Linked DNA regions of Mus musculus: regions 1 and 3 are each linked to region 2. A link is a contact called in public HiChIP or PLAC-seq and Micro-C data. All regions are on one chromosome and are shown on one strand. The core of a region is the stretch at or near the end of the contact, and the rest is flanking DNA. Distances in the headings are between cores, read along the strand shown.

The links. A called contact is a pair of places that touch in the nucleus more often than the background predicts. HiChIP or PLAC-seq counts read pairs in DNA pulled down with a chosen protein or histone mark.
Region 1: an HNF4G HiChIP or PLAC-seq map of pancreatic cancer cells shows a contact between it and region 2. The contact joins the enhancer-like site here to the promoter of Rsad1 in region 2. A contact is called at or near these places in 4 of 39 promoter capture datasets (the 3T3-L1 cell line, cranial neural crest, maxillary cranial neural crest and 1 more), 1 of 15 datasets of contacts at CTCF or cohesin (the NIH/3T3 cell line), 4 of 484 Hi-C or Micro-C datasets (bone marrow-derived macrophages, embryonic stem cells and retina), 4 of 115 datasets of contacts at active chromatin or transcription factors (embryonic basal ganglia, embryonic hindbrain, pancreatic cancer cells and 1 more) and 5 of 9 other capture datasets (adipose tissue, embryonic stem cells, liver and 2 more).
Region 3: a Micro-C map of embryonic stem cells shows a contact between it and region 2, with 1.8 times the contacts expected there. The contact joins the promoter of Xylt2 here to the promoter of Rsad1 in region 2. A contact is called at or near these places in 2 of 39 promoter capture datasets (liver and pre-B cells), 1 of 15 datasets of contacts at CTCF or cohesin (embryonic stem cells), 8 of 484 Hi-C or Micro-C datasets (CD4 T cells, embryonic stem cells, erythroblasts and 2 more), 1 of 115 datasets of contacts at active chromatin or transcription factors (embryonic stem cells) and 2 of 9 other capture datasets (liver and pancreatic islet).

Annotation. Positions count from the first base shown.
Region 1 is chr11:94,364,202-94,367,644 of GRCm38.p6, reverse strand. It overlaps Abcc3 (ATP-binding cassette, sub-family C (CFTR/MRP), member 3), which reads left to right. Exons shown (of 31, transcript NM_001363187.1): 11 at 1-55; 12 at 2,416-2,619; 13 at 2,726-2,872; 14 at 3,206-3,293. Among named protein-coding and RNA genes, the nearest start is that of Gm51871, 14 kb to the right of the region's middle. Within about 2 kb of position 2,149, at least 20 of the 459 cell types and tissues checked have an H3K27ac peak or open chromatin away from gene starts, as enhancers often do. A contact at or near this core is called in pancreatic cancer cells, where this site is marked.
Region 2 is chr11:94,547,231-94,551,065 of GRCm38.p6, reverse strand. It overlaps Rsad1 (radical S-adenosyl methionine domain containing 1), which reads left to right and starts at 1,859. Exons shown (of 9, transcript NM_001013381.2): 1 at 1,859-2,083; 2 at 2,462-2,595; 3 at 2,703-2,907. The coding sequence starts at 1,949.
Region 3 is chr11:94,675,719-94,679,022 of GRCm38.p6, reverse strand. It overlaps Xylt2 (xylosyltransferase II), which reads left to right and starts at 1,530. Exons shown (of 11, transcript NM_145828.3): 1 at 1,530-1,750. The coding sequence starts at 1,616.

The DNA.
Region 1 (3,443 bases), core at 900-3,399, 180 kb after region 2:
AGTCTTGCTGATACCACTCAATGGAGCTGTGTCCATGAAGATGAAGACCTACCAGGTGGGTGAGGCATCTACTTTAGATGGTAATACCAGCTTTGGAGTGGGGGGAGGGGTACCAAGAACCAGTTCATCTTGTACTATCTGGGCTTCTCCACTCCCTCTACTGAATGGGGAAAGCCACAGCCCCTTGTACAAACTTTACCCCTCTCAATCCCTATCATTGTAATGACAGTCTAATTTCACAGCAATGAGACCAAGGCCAGAGTAACTGAGGCAGTCCAGAGACAGGTAGAGCAGTTACTCAAATGTGTTCCCACTTTATAGTGATAAGAGTTGATAACCAGGGGCTGGAGAGATGGCTCAGCAGTTAAGAGCACCGACTGCTCTTCCAGAGGTCCTGAGTTCAATTCCCAGCAACCGCATGGTGGCTCACAACCATCTGTAATGGGATCTAATGCCCTCTTCTGGTGTGTCTGAAGAAAACAATGGTGTACTCATATATATATATATATATATATATATATATATATATATATATATATATATATATATAAAATCAATCTTTAAAAAAAAAAAGAAAAAAAGAGTTGATAACCAGGCAGTGAATTATCCATCTGCAAATGATTACTGGTGTCTTCAGCAGCTCTCTCTACACATAGAATAAATGACAAACCACCTGAGACCACCATCTTAGTCATTGCCCTGTTGCTGGGAAGAGACACCATGACCAAGACAACTCTTATAAAAGAAAGCTGCCGGGGCCTAGCAAACACAGAAGTGGATGCTCACAGTCAGCTATTGGATGGATCACAGGGCCCCCAATGGAAGAGCTAGAGAAAGTACCCAAGGAGCTAAAGGGGTCTGCAACCCTATAGGTGGAACAACATTATGAACTAACCAGTACCCCAGAGCTCTTGACTCTAGCTGCATATGTATCAAAAGATGGCCTAGTTGGCCATCACTGGAAAGAGAGGCCCATTGGACTTGCAAACTTTATATGCCCCAGTACAGGGGAACGCCAGGGCCAAAAAGTGGGAGTGGGTGGGTAGGGGAGTGGGGGGGGGGAGTGTATTGGGGACTTTTTGGATAGCATTGGAAATGTAAATGAGGAAAATACCTAATTAAAAAAAATAATTCAAAAAAAAAGAAAGCATTTAACTGGGGGCTTACTTAGAGTTTCAGAGATGTAATCCATTATCATCATGGTAGGAAGCATGGCAGCAGGCTTGGCAGACATGGTGCTAGAAAAGTAGTTGAGAGCTACATTCTCATCCAAAGGGAGAGAGACCCTGGGCTTGGCATGGGCTTTTGAAACCTCAAAGCCCACCCCAAGGGACACATTCCCTCCAACAAGGCTATGCCTCCTAATCCTTCTAATCTTTTCAAACAACGCTACTCTCTGGTGACTAAGCATTCAAACATATTAGCCTATGAGGAGAAGGGGCTATTCTCCTTCAAACCACCATGACCACCCTCAAGGCTCCCTTGGTTCTTGCATGTCTACATTCCTAATCCTCATGGGATGACCACATTCCAGATGTGTGTACATCTGGGTGACTACATGGACTATTCTCTCTTCCTGGTATATTCCTCACTCTCTTTGCCTCTTTAACTCCTTCCCTTTCTTTATCTCTCAGCATAAGCATCACTTCTTTCAGAGAACTGCCTTGATTACCCCAAGGTCATTCCCCTGCCCTCACCTGTTTATCCCCTACCTGCATCCTGCTCCTTCCCTTTGGATCACAATTTTATTTCCAATTAAGTATCTATTTGGGGAAATATTTGTCGAGCAACATATAATAGCTACTTATAATAGAGGAAATAGTATGAGATGGTGTAGGCCCAGTTTGTTGTGAGACAGGTGCTTCTCCATGTAGTCCTGGCACTCACTCTGTAGACCAGGCTAGCCTTAGGCTTACACAGATCTGTCTGCCTCTACCATCAAACTGTCAACTGTATGAGGACCATCTCCTCTCAATTGCTCCTCATGATAGCCTGCATCTGGCACGTGGGTTGGCACATAGCCACTCAGTAAACAAGAGCTGAGTGTATAAATCCATGTGGTTATGTCAAGCCTTAGATTAGGATCTGAGTGAACAGGAAAACAATCTCTGCCCATGGGAGCCTCACAGTCTGACTGGGAGCATTGTGTAAATAGGTAGGGAATGGGAACGGAAGTCAAGGGTCAAGAATGCTGTCTGGCAAGGTTAGTGGTGGTGACACTAAACACGGAGCTGCTCTTCTGAGTCAGGGGACACAGGGGACACAGGGATGGGGTTGGGCACTGGAGGTGGGGTGGGGAGGCATGTCAAGCAACATGTAATAGCTACAATAGATGGTCTGGTACGGGAGGTGGGAGCCCAGTGGATAGGAGGTCTGGGGAGGGGAGAGGGTGAGCCACTGTTCCTTCCCTCACAGGTAAAGCAAATGAAGTTCAAGGACTCCCGCATCAAGCTGATGAGCGAGATCCTGAACGGCATCAAAGTGCTCAAGCTGTACGCTTGGGAGCCCAGCTTCTTGGAGCAGGTGAAAGGGATCAGGCAGAGTGAACTTCAGCTGCTCCGGAAGGGGGCCTACCTGCAGGCCATCTCCACCTTCATCTGGATCTGCACCCCATTTCTGGTGAGGCTCTCCACTGGCATGGGGTTCCTGTCAGTTGGTAGGCCAGCCCAGGTCTTGGGGTTCTCCGGGGAATTCCACCATGACACTCATTCCCCGTGTTATCCAGGTGACCCTGATCACCCTCGGAGTGTACGTGTATGTGGACGAGAGCAATGTACTGGATGCCGAGAAGGCCTTTGTGTCCCTGTCTTTGTTCAATATCTTAAAGATCCCCCTCAACATGCTGCCTCAGTTAATCAGTGGACTGACCCAGGTACCAAGGCAAGCGGGGTGTCTGTTGGACTTAGGATATGTGGGGAGGTCAAGCAGGATTCACTTAGGGTCAACGGATAATCAAGTGGGGAGAGGGCAGCAGGGAAAGCCATAAAAGTTAGTTACATGGGTGGTTTGGAGTCACAGGGCCTGAGTTTCTGACACAGACTCCTTTTAGCAAACAAGACCTTCTCTTCAGGCAGTGGGAGCCACGCAAGATTGGTTATAGGAGGGGGTCCCAGAATTAGTGAGTTGGTCCTCAGGGAGCCCTGCTTAGCCCCAGAAGTTGGGGACCCATGGAGCAATGGTGAGGCTAATCCACACCCTCCTGCAGGCCAGCGTGTCTCTGAAACGGATCCAGGATTTCCTGAACCAAAATGAACTTGACCCCCAATGTGTGGAAAGAAAGACCATCTCCCCAGGTCCCAACACTCTTACTCCAGGGCGGTCCTGCCCCAAGCTTTCTAAGACTCCTCCTCTGATCCCCTCTTCTCCCTGAACTCTGAAGCCCCTCTGTTGATCAGTTCTCCTTTTCTCCTCCCCGAGGGCTCCTCATGCTCCTCCCTCTGTCG
Region 2 (3,835 bases), core at 610-3,109:
TAGGTTTAATTTTCACTGGCTTAGCCCCATGGACAGAGCATTCAGTCCTGTTACATGAAGAGTGTGTATTACAGCAAGGGAGAGAAGAAGGCCAGGATGTCCTGAGGCTGGTGCCCTAGGCTTGGGAGGGCGCCTGGTGTAGATAGAGCCTCATCTGTGTGTGCCCCACTCCAACCGCAGCTGAAGGACAGGAAAACAGCACTCCCTAAGTTGTATGCTCTAGAGCCACATAGTGCTGGGCTAACACACTGAAAGACAATCCTTCTTCTAGAGGGGACCAGAACAGAGAGTGTGGCCTGTTCTGACTGGTTCTTCCTGGATGCTGTACTCCGAACACCTTACTTTCTTGAGGAAGAACTGCTTTACGACAACTCGACTCCAAAGCCCATGATCGTTCCATTCTGGGGCATAGCTCCTCCAAGCCCCTCACATGTGTCCTGCCTCTCCTGCACACACCATTGCTGCGACCTCTTCCATCTGATGCCAAGGACTGGCCTGACTCAGAGACCACAGCCCACCCTCCCTGCCAAGCCAGTTCCCAGTGGAATTCTTTTCTTCTCTTTCCCCTCCCTCCCTTCCTTTAAAAAAATATTTATTTTATTTCATGTGTTTTGCCTGCATATGTCTGTGCACCATGTGCATGCTGGAGGAAGTCTGGAGTTTCCGACTTACAGATGGTTGTTAGCCACAGTGTGTGGGTGCAGGGTCCTCCGCAAGAGCCGATAGTGCTCTTAACTGCTGAGCCAGCCCCTCCAGCCCTGCTTCCTTTTTTCTGAAACATTGTCTCATGCAGTCAGCCAGACCTGGATTATAGGGCTGTTCTGCCACACATGACTTTTTTTTCTTTTTTTTAAACAAAGTTTTATTTATATTTAAATTTTATTTATTTTTAAATATATGTGTTTGTACGCCTGCGTGCCAGAAGAGGTCATTAGGTCACTTTATAGATGGTTGTGAGCCACCATGTGGTTGCTGGGACAGCCTCAGGTTTTACTTTCTCTCTCTCTCTCTCTCTCTCTCTCTCTCTCGTTTGTTTAAACGTAATTGGGTATTTTGCCTGTATGTATGTATGTATGTATACAGTATTTATGCCACAATTATTGATTTTATTATTGTATCTGTGTGTATTATGTGCACACATGAGTTTGCTAGAAGGTGCACCCATGGAGGCAAAAGGACCACTATGTGGAGCGAGGCTCTCTCCCACTACATATTTGGCATCCAGGGACCATTCTGCTTTGTAGGGCAACTGTCCGTTCCTTGCTGAGCCATCATGTCTTTCCCCCTCTTTTGTTTCTATGAGATAGGCTCTCACACTGTAGCCCAGGCTGGCTTGGAACTCCCACAATCCTCCGGGAGTTCTAGTATTCCAGGTGTGAGCCACCGCCCCTGGCTTCCAACGATTTTCTGTTCCTCTAATACCCAGCCCGTGAGCTTCCTTTCCGCTGACTCCCACGCACACTTCTGTAGGCCCACCAGCTCACAGCCAGTTACCTAGTACCGAATTAACTCTTAACTTGGTTAGTGTCTCCCCTGCCAGTTAGACTGACCTGATTTTAGTAGGCCTGGCTTTCAGATCTGAGCCAGGTACACACCAATCTAAGTAACTGACTGAAAAAAACCCAAACAAACAAAGAAATCTTGTATGAGTCAATAAAGTCGCTCTGACACAGGGAGCCAAGAGGCTGGCGGGGCATTCTGCGTCCTTGGCAAAAGATAGACTGGCTGTGTCCTTGAGAACGAATAGGCTGTGTGTGCAACAGTGTCCACCAGGTGGCGCCGCAGACACGAGGCCGTGGGCTCTCTAGCCACTCCGGGAGAGGCAATACGAGGTCACGCAGCCCCTCTGACTTCCGCCAGGGCTATCCACGCGGCCCAGCCCCGGGTACACCCCTGCTGGGCACGCTGTCGAGGTCTCGCATCCCTCCTTTCTGCCGCCTTGCGCGCCATGGTTCCCTCCGGGGTCCGGACCGGCAGATGGGTGGCAGCGGCCAGGGCGGCCCAGCGGCGCCCCCGTGTGGACAGCTTGGGACAGCCTCCGAGTCCTGAGTCCGCGAGCACGCGTGCGGCGCTTTACGTGCACGTGAGTGAGTAGGGGAGAGCAGAAGGAGGCGGTGGCCGTGGCTGTTCCGTTCATAGCCCACATGCACGCTGTCCGTGCCTAACATTACATCTGGTACAACATCTGCCCGCGTCATTCGCCACCGGAATAAGTGTTTGGCCAAAAACCTCAAGTCTGGTGCTTACTAGCTGGGTGTCCCTCTTGGAACCTGTTTTGTCTCACGAAAGTGGGCATAGTAATCTCATCGCCATCTGCCCACGGGACGCAGAGTGGCTTAGTTGTCGCAACCACCGCTGACCAACCTCAGAATGGGAACGGGGATGTGTGAGATAAACCCTGGAAGTGGCCTGGGCAGCCCAGAGCCCCGCCTTAGCTCACACACGCATCCCCTGTCCCCAGTGGCCTTATTGCGAGAAACGCTGCAGCTACTGCAACTTCAATAAGTACATCCCCCGCGGCGTGGAGGAGGGGACCGTGCGGAATTGCCTGGTGACTGAGGCAAGGACGCTGCTGCGGCTCAGCGGGGTGCAGAGGTCAGTACTGGGGACATTAGACAAGGTCTTGGGCGGAGAGGACACTACAGGAGGATGTTCCCCAAGGGTTTTCCCCGGGGTTTTATGTCTCCATCCTCTTCCTCCAGAGTAGAGTCTGTGTTCTTTGGTGGAGGAACCCCGAGTCTGGCCAGTCCCCACACTGTGGCTGCTGTCCTGGAGGCTGTGGCTCAGGAAGTCTACCTGCCTGCCGATTCGGAAGTCACCTTGGAGGCTAACCCCACTTCAGCCCCAGGTCCTAGGCTGGCAGCTTTTGGAGCAGCAGGAGTGAACAGGTTGTCCATTGGTTTACAGGTGACCTACCTCACTCACCCTACCCCAGTGCTCCCAGATCCTAGGATGGTGTTTAGTCATTGAGAAAACATTTCTGGGCACCAGGGTCTAGTACACAGTAGATTGTGTAGTGACACTTTTCTTACTGTTTGTCTCTTGACATATTGGCCCATACACTTCCTGAGGCAGGCTTTGGCATCATCATCATCAACATCATTATTGTTATTATTATTATTATTAATGTCTTCGTTATTTTGAGACAGGGTACCCTATAGCTCAGGCTAGCCTCAAATTTTATATGTAGCCAAGGGTTGACCTTGAGCTCCTGACTCTTCTGTCTCCATCTTAATACTAGGACTACAGACATGTGCCACCATGCCCAGTTTGTATAATAATAAAAATCAAACCCCAAGGCATGTAGGCAAGCATTCCACAAAGAGCTATATCACTAGCTGCCATTATTTTATTATTATTATTATCATTATGACTTTGAGACAGGAGCTCACACTGTAGCCCAGGTTAGCCTCAAACTCCCAGCAGTCTTCCTGCCTCAGCCTTCCAACTCCTGGAATTACAGGCCACAAGGCCCAGCTGGCTTAACCCTTTATAGTCTAGGCGTTTCATGTAGTACCTGCCACATGGTAGGTGCTGCACAGGTGTGGGTAAGGGATGGTGCAGTGGTTAGAGCACTTACTGGGCAAGTGTAAACCAGCCCTTGGATCCTCACCCACCCACACAAACGCTGGCTGGGTATGGCAGCCTGCCTGCAATCCCAGCACTTGAGGGCACAGATGAAGGAATCCGCCCTTCGCCTTGCTTAATGCTGGCTAGCCAGACTTAACCGTATCAACTGTGGTTTCGACTCAGTGAGTAAGGTAGCAAAAAATGAAGGAAGATGGGCTGGAGACACGGCTCAGAGGTTAAGAGTGTTGTTGGCTGCTCTTCCAGA
Region 3 (3,304 bases), core at 281-2,780, 130 kb before region 2:
CTGTGCATGCATATCAGAGGTCTGTTTCTCAGAGGCCACCTACTTTGTGATTTTAAGATGAACTCCAGGCTGGCTGGCCAGCCAGCCTCAAAGATACACCTATCTATCTCCCCAGTGCTGGATTTACAATAAAATACTACCACTCCAGGCTTTTTATGTAGGTGCTGGGGACTGAACTTGGGTCCTCACTGAGCCATCTCTTACAGTGGTTCCAAAATCTTCTTTATAACCTTATCACCCTTCCATTCCACGGATGTATAAATTCTTTATGATGCCTTGGGCCTGTTATCCTAGCACTCTGGAAGTGGAGGCGGGTAGATCAGAAGTTCAAGGTCAACCTCAGCTGTATTTTGCTGGCCTGGGATACACGAGACACTATCTCAGACAAACGAAGACAAACTTCTGTTTTGCACTTGGGAGGTAATGATGGGAGAGTCAAGAATTAAAAGCTACTGTAGACAATAAATACTTTACCAAGTTGGTGAGAGTCCTAGTGTAAGGCAGATCAGGCCAGGTAGCACAGCAAGGCAACTGGATCAAATAGCTCGCTTGTTTGTTTACTTAAAATGTGAAGCGTTTCTGCTGTGGGTTTTGTTGCCTCTAGTCACCTTGCTCTGGCAGGCACCTTCTTACCTCCTTCCACTGCCCACCGTGGTCTGCTGGGATCAGGTGAGGCCCCGGGTGTGTTTAGTCCTTACTGGACACGGCTCTTGAACACGCCAGAAAGCAGTATGGTCAACCAGGTGGGTTCTCTCAGCTCCCTACTCTCCTAACATTTACTGAGCTTTAAAGCTGAGGGCCAAGGCTTCAATGGCGAACGAGGCACGTTCGCAGAGAAATTACCACCAGATGCTTAAATTGTGCTAGCGAGGCACAAGCCAAGATGTCACTGATGGGGTGGAGCGAAAACAGCATATGCTAAGGTCTGGTGGGTCTCCAAGCGTGATCCCAGAGCAGCAGCAGCAGCGGAACTTGTTGAAAAATTTAATTCTCGGAGGTTCTAAACTCCAGGAGTGAGAACTGGCGCTGTTTTTTAAATCATCTTCCAGGAGATTCTGACGTAAGCTAGAAGTTGAGAGCCACAACACCAGCAGAGGCCTGAGGATGCTTGGGATGAGAGGTTGCAGAGTGGCAAGTCAATTTCGTGAAGAGCCTCAGAAGTCAGTCAAGGGCCTATGCTTTGTCTTCAGGGATGCGGCCTTCAGATTTTAGGCAGGGCAGGTGGTACTCACACGTCTTGAGAGTGCCAGCATTTCCCAGGGGTGGGGGCCAGCTGACTCCCCCTCCCCCCATGCCCTGCGACACCAGAGCGGTCAGGCCGCAGATCCTCCGCACTCCGGGACAATGCTTTTGCGGTCAGGAAATGATTCTTCCACAGGCAGACACTCATAGAGATGTGGAAAAGACCCCAAGCACAAGACTCAAACCTTGGAGACAGAAACGAGCGGACCGCCTACTGCCCCACGCCCAGCCCACGAGAGGGTGGGGCCTCGGGCCCCGCCCTTTGCCCGCCCATCTGGGCGGAGTGAGGAGGGACTCCGGGGCCCCGCGCCTGTGCGCACGCCCGCGGCCGGTTTGCAGGGCCGGACGCGCGCCCCGCGTCCCGGGCAGGAAGATGGTGGCGAGCGCGCGGGTGCAGAAGCTGGTGCGGCGCTACAAGCTGGCGATCGCCACCGCACTGGCCATCCTGCTGCTGCAGGGCCTGGTGGTGTGGAGCTTCAGCGGCCTGGAGGAGGACGAGCCGGGCGAGGTGCTCCGACGGCCGTGCGGGCGGGCAGGCCGGGCGCGGGGGCGCGCGGGGTCCTGGCGGGGCTGCGGGCGGCCCCGGCCAGGCAAGTGGGGCACGGGCCGCGTGCGAGCAAGGCGCAGGCAGCCTGCTGGAGCCCAGCCTCCGGTCCCCAACGCTCCCTTTACTGGAGGGCCTGGCTGGCTGCGTGAGGGAGCGGTGCGTGACTCGGAGGTCGAGGCGGCCGGCGAACTGGGGGGCGCGAAGGGATGAGCGGGACATGGTGGGATGGTCTCCGTCCCGGGGAACGATGAAGGTCAGGCTCGGGGATCTGGGCTGGGAGGAGCGACTGGGCCCCAGCCTGCTCGGAGGTGGGGAGCCTCAGGCCAAACTTTCTGAAGTTGGGAGGGGGCGGTGGTGTACGTGCTGTGGGCGGAAGAGTGGGGGCCAAGGGACCCTGGGCATTCGTGTTGAGCTGCGCCTGAGAAGCAGCGACTGGTGGTGAAGTGGAGCTCAGGGGGTGGAATTATGGCCTGTGACAAAGTGTATACACGGGAATAGAGTGAACAGGAGTCACCCCAAGGGAAAAAAAATACTGAAGTGTTCTCAAGGCGTGGCTTTCTCAGCCAGGGAAGAACCCTGGTGGATCTTCAGGAGGGGATGGGAATGGAAGGTGAACTGTTGAGTTGGCCTCAGGACATCAAAGGAGGAAAGAGGCATCTCTGGCTCTGGGGTAATGGAGGAGCAGCTGTGAGCTCCAGACCCTGACCCCAGGGATCTGCTTTCTCTTCACTGGTGCTTTTAGTTGCAGACTCAGACACACCCTCCTGGTTGTGTGGTTAGGAGGGGTCCAGTGGGGTCTAGGTCCGTTCTGGAAAGGTGGGGAGGGTCAGTCAAATCAAAGCCCTAAACTGTGGACAGAGATTAGGGGTTCTTGCTTCTGCCCCCCGCCCCCTTGTCCCTGTGTCTCCAAGGCTTCGGGACAGAGGCTCTCTTGTCACATCCTTTTGGGCTTTACCTGGTAGGGTGAAGAAGGCATGGAGCCTAGAAGCCTTCCCTTCCTGCACCTGGTCAGTCCCAAAGACCTGGTGTGGAGACTGGGAGAAGAGCTGCTCTTCCAGTTTTGGGGAGAATCAAGATGCTGAGGGGGTGAGGAGAGGAGGAACTTGGGACCGTCAGCGACTCCAGAAGGCGCCGAAGCCCGTCCTGGGGAAGCTGGCTGTGACTTGTGTAGGAAGAGCTTGTTCTTTGGGCAACTGGGACATCTCTGATGGTGTGGGCCGCAGAAGAGCCCTCTGACCCTCATCTATGTGAGGGGTCAGGCTGATGAGGACTCTGGGGAAGGGCATGTCAGAGAGTCTTCTCCTAAGTACATGGCCCATTGTGGCTGGTGGTTTGAGTCAATGAATGGGCTGAGCCCCTGCTGCTCTGCCCACAGCCAGGGGTGGAGAACCAGAGAGAGGTGAGGGAATTTAGAGTCTTTCCCACCCATCTGGCTGAAGAGAGGGAAGAGAATTTGGAATCTTCCTTCACTCAACACACATACAGACACACACACACATACACCACACCTGGCTG